Regions from separate parts of the Gossypium raimondii genome. Here region 1 is linked to region 2. A link is a contact called in public Hi-C data. All regions are on one chromosome and are shown on one strand. Each heading gives the region's core, a stretch centred on a gene start, on an enhancer-like site or on the middle of the called end of the contact. The rest is flanking DNA. Distances are from core to core; before and after follow the strand shown.

Region 1 (2,700 bases), core at 69-2,568, 140 kb before region 2:
CCGAGCCCGGCCCAGTCCAAAATATGGGCCTAAAATTATGTCCAGGCCTGGCCCGGGAAAAAATTCCTAAGCCTGAGCCCAACCCGGCCCATTTTTTAATAAACATCAAAAATTTATTTTAAAAATAAAAAATAAAAAAGTATTTTAAAAATATTTTAAAATTAAAAAAATAAAAAATATATATTTATTATATTCGGGCCGGGCTAAGACCGGGCCAAAAAAAGTGGTGCCCGAGGCCAGGCCCATTTTCTAAACAGGCCTCATTTTTTTGCCCAAACCCATATTTGGAGCCTATATTTTTACCCGAACCCTCTTATATTTCGGGCGGGCAGTCAGGTCGGGCCGGGCCGCCCGGCCCATGAACACCTCTAGTTATACCCATAGACACAATAATTTTTACACATTTTCTCATTTACATATTCAATACTTTTTAAGTCATCAAGTCATGGTATGGGTCATTATATCAAACAACTTTATAACTTTACTTTCATTTAGATTTATGTTCATTAATTTACCAATGTATCATATCATAGTATTTTAATACCATTTCACTTAAATATTACATTCCATAATTTTGCTCAAATATCCAAATATATTTATTAATTTTTCATTACCATCCAAAATTTTCATGACACAATATTAATTAACATGACATTTCATAACTAAGTATTTTTACTACAACATAAGAATTACATGTTCTCACATATACTCTGAACCTTATACCTACTTACGTAATAATGAATTTCATAATTATTACATTATTTTTATCATTCTCCTAAACATTTTAACATAGGAAAAATAAAAGAAACCAATGGTACTTCTTTGGATGCTCTAAAACACATAATTAATCTTCCTAACCTTGATTCCGTGCTCATCTAATATTGGAAGCTCCTCCATTCTCAACATGTTCTCATTAACCATACATTAAAAATATACCAAAATATTAATATAATACCTTTCTAAACTTTCTCATAGCATTTAAATTCAAATGTCATAAGAAAAGAGGTGGAAATTTTCATTACTTACAATTTTGAAGTTTTCTCTCTCTAAAACCCATGATAACCCAACTTGAATAATGAAGTTAATGGAGGAAATGAGATTGGAATCAAGTTTCCTATTTTATTTTATCAAGAAATTAAAGTTTGGATGCTTGGAAATGGTTTGATTTGAGAGAAAAGCATGAGAGATGAGGAAGAAACGAAAAGTGGGGGGTTATCTTCATCCCCAAAGTGAACGGCTGGTTGGGGGAAGAGTGGAGATAATTTTACGCTCTTCTTCCCCCTTAAAAATATTCAAATGGGCTAAAAAGCCCAGACCAAAAATTTTAAACCCATAGTTTAGCAAATTTGTGGCCCACTCTTCCTACATATGATCCAAATAGCCCAAATCAACTCCAATTATCAAATGTCTCATTAAAATAATATGTCTAAGATTTAATTATCGAGAAATGAATAAAATATCTTCTCATGACAAAATTACCATTTTGCCCTTGTTTATTTCAAAGCTCAATTTCTTCGCATTTATAGAAAATCATCATTTCCAAATCTCATAATTCACTTGCAGTATTGAATATAAATCTATAAATAATGAGAATTATACTTTTAATCATTCTTTAGCAAAATGAAAATTTTACAATTTAATTCTTGTACTTTTGAATTTCTTTCCATTTAGTCCAAAAGTGATTTTTATCACATTAACATATAATTCGATACGTTTCCATGTCACATGATAAATAATGGTTCACTTTTCCATTCTAGTCAAATTTGCACTTTAATCCCTAAACTTTCAAAAATTTTAATTTGGTTTATTTTCCATATTTTCATTCCAAAGATTCTTTCCATTAACTTTCATATCTAAAATCCATTTATTCTCTTAATAATCATTTTTTTATTTGTTCTCCAAATTTCTTATAAATTCACTTATTGGCATTGGCGTAGCACCACGTGTCAAGTAAAAAATTTCAAAGTGTTACATGCTACTTTTTTAGGGGAAAGTTACACGGACAACTTTAATTCTCGAATTAGATTGTTACTAGAGGAACTCTCAAGAAATAAAGAAAACCCTCAAGTTTCGATACTAGACACCATTCTGAATAGTAGACCTGTGAATGAATAACAACATAGGGGTCATCATCGTAGTGAGATAATTTAAAAAATATATTTATTCATGTATGATAGTAATGTTTACAAACATAGAACCAATCAAACATGAAGATGATGATCCACTCACATACAAAAATGAGATACCGAGTGTTAATTCCAAGTTTGGGTAAACAACTTTGGTAAACAAGTATTCGACAACATACATCAAACCTTTTCCATGATTGTTCTATTTATTTGTTCTGCAACGCCATTTTGTTATGGAGTATGGCGAACTGTCAAGTATCTCACAATCCCTTCTAATTTGCACAATTCATTAAACTCATCAGACTAGAATTCCAAACCATTATCTGTGCAGAGGTGTTTTGTTTGTTTTTCTATCTGCTTCTCGATAATAGTTTTCCAAGCCTTAAACATGGAAAACACATCACTTTTCTGCTTTAAAAAGAATGCCCAAACTTTTCTGGAAAAATTATCAATGATCGTCACATATAATTAGTGCCACCCCTCGAAGGCACTATAGATGGTCCCCAAATATCAGAATGAATATAATCCAGTGTTCCCTTCGTGTTATGGATTCCTCTTGTGAATCGACCTCTCT
Region 2 (2,700 bases), core at 199-2,698:
TGATTTGACTTTTGATCCCATTTTTTATCGTGCATAATGTTTTTTTTCTTAGGAATTCTTATATTTTTCTTCAAAGCAAATAAAATATACATGGGTTAATGAAACTGATCAGTTTTATTTTACGTGGATTCTATTTAGATTAATTTTAATTTTAATTTTAATTTGTTTGTGTATTACAATAATTTGATTCTAGTTATATTTCTTTTTACTTATATTATGTGTAATTCTAGTAGTAACTTCCTTGAAAATTTTTGAATTATTTTTGTCATTATATTTAGAATTGATAAATATATCATCCATGTCTCTCATATAACCATCAAATGATAAATTTAAATTTTTTAACCTTTTAGGTTTTTACTCTTTTAGGGTAAATTTATAAGTTGAACACTTTATCTTTAGGGCATTTTATTTTATTTTGATTATGCCAAAAAGGTCATTACCATTTTCGTTACTAGTATTATAGAAATTTATTATTTTATTCATTTAAGCCCACGTATTTCATTTTAGAAAAAAATATCCTTAAAATTTCTTCGCCCGTTTAAAATACTTTTTGCTTTGCATGAATTGACAGTTTTAATTCAAATTTTCCATTTCCATTAATAATTCTAATTTATATTACATTAGTGGAGATTTTTTTATTTTAATTTGTACACTCAAATCAGTTAATAAAATACAATCATTTCCATATAACCTAACTCAAATTTTACATAGATAGCAAATCAACAAACAAAGCACTAACCCACGTCATGTAATATGAGAAAAGAAACTCTAGGCAATGAAAGACACCCAAGCTAAACCAAAAATTTTTATATTTTTATAATAATTGGTACATTAATTATTGGTAACTAAATAAAGAAAGAAGAGAAGTGATAAATGGATTTTTTTTTCTTGATTCGTACTTAAACTATTTTTGAGTAGGGGCAAAATTAGGGAATGGAGGGCCCAGCTCCCAAAATGAAAAAATTATTATTTAAATCTTTTAAAATTTTTAAAATTTAAAATTAATTAAGGTAAGATTGCACTTTGAACTCTTAAAAATATAAAAATTTAATTTAATCCTTTAAAATTTATAAAAATATAAGTTATTAAAATGGTAAAATTATATTTTTACTATTGTAAAATTACAATTTAATTTCGCATTTTGCCCTGTTCTTGAGAAAGGTGAACATTCAAGCAGGTCATAACTTAAAATTCATTAATAAATGGATATTAATTTAAACTATATCATTTAAAATTATGGGTATGGAATTATGGATATATCTATTTCTTTTAAAAGTTTTATTTATAAGGTTGTTATAGGAATATATTCCCAAAAGATAGCTCAAATACATGCAGAAAGAAAATGTAGAACAGGAGAATTAAGAAAAAGAAAGGTAGGAGCAACATAAAATTTCAAGCATAGCTTTATTGTGGTAAGTTTTACGAAAGAAAAAAAGGCAAAAGAAGCAATGAAGCCCAAAATGAGTCCATCAGAACTTAAACCTCAAACTACCATGGAATGGGCCTATAAATGGCTTACTTTGAACTCCCACTATTGGTTTTTCCCCTTAAAAAAATTAAGAAATTGAATGAAAGTTGGGTTATAATTTGAGATTACAAATTAAACATGTGTTAGACGAACCTAATTATGATTAACCTAATCAAAACTGTTCCATCGGAAACGATAATTTTAATTGGACACAGTCATTAAATTTAAGAACCACAAAAGCACTCGTTTGACAACTTATTTATATTTAAATTTAATGTTGATTCTACTTGGATTATTTGAACTTGCTTTATAAATTTGAAATTGGTGGACTCTCTAAATTTGATTTGATTTTAAGTTAATTGGACGAGCTTTTGAAAGTTGAATTTTGGACTTCTTCAAACTTAATGAATTATTAGACTTGTAGAAAATTTGGGCTCATTTAATTACGAAATCACATTTTTATTTTATTTGAATTTTGACCTTCGGCCCCATTAGCTTTTTTTTTTCTACTTTTATTTTAATTTTGTTTTATAAAATTACATAAAATCCAAAAATTCTAAAGTACAAAAATTTCAAAAAAAACTAATACTAATACTTGATTGAGCCTTTAAACATTAAAATTTCATTTAATTAAATTCTTTAATAGTTAATGTTAATACTCAACCATTCACTATTACAAAAAGGCAATCAATTAGTTCCCTCGATGATCACGTATAATGGCACTTGCACTTGCTTTTCATGAATTATCAATATATGAGTCACGAGAACTCAATTTAGATTAACTTGGCGGAGGGGGCTTCCACTCAACTGGTAAAAAATCTGTAAATTTCTCAACTTGGCCTAAATGTTATGATCGAATTATGAAGATTACATTAGCCACCTGTGTAACTGAATGACCCTACCATTCTTTGAAAAACCTTAGTTACTCTCTTTTAAGAAAAACTGCTGTTTACACTTGTTGATTGGAAAACATTCATTGTTTAAGTCGATCATTCTTAAGACATTTATATAAGCGATAGCATGATTTTAGAAAACAAATTGCTCGTCGTTTCACTCAACAAAAACCTTATCATCTTTGATTGCAGTGGAAAACTCAGTTTATGACAGATTTATCGTTAATCCAAGTATCATGCATTCTTCAATTATAAAGAGAGCATTAAAACCAAATTAACGTGTCGAGTATGCTTGCATGAAAACCCAAATCAAAGTAAAACCCAAACCACAGTCCAAAT

Evidence for each region. Hi-C and Micro-C count contacts between places; a contact is called where the count stands out from the background.
Region 1: a contact with region 2 is called in a Hi-C map of leaf, with 4 times the contacts expected there. The contact joins two enhancer-like sites. A contact is called at or near these places in 2 of 2 Hi-C or Micro-C datasets (both in leaf).

What each region holds. Positions count from the first base shown.
Region 1 is chr4:24,397,364-24,400,063 of ASM2569854v1, reverse strand. No RefSeq gene overlaps it. Among protein-coding and RNA genes, the nearest start is that of LOC128040869, 33 kb to the right of the region's middle. Within about 2 kb of position 1,318, the one cell type or tissue checked has open chromatin away from gene starts, as enhancers often do. A contact at or near this core is called in leaf, where this site is marked.
Region 2 is chr4:24,260,854-24,263,553 of ASM2569854v1, reverse strand. No RefSeq gene overlaps it. Among protein-coding and RNA genes, the nearest start is that of LOC128040756, 10 kb to the right of the region's middle. Within about 2 kb of position 1,448, the one cell type or tissue checked has open chromatin away from gene starts, as enhancers often do. A contact at or near this core is called in leaf, where this site is marked.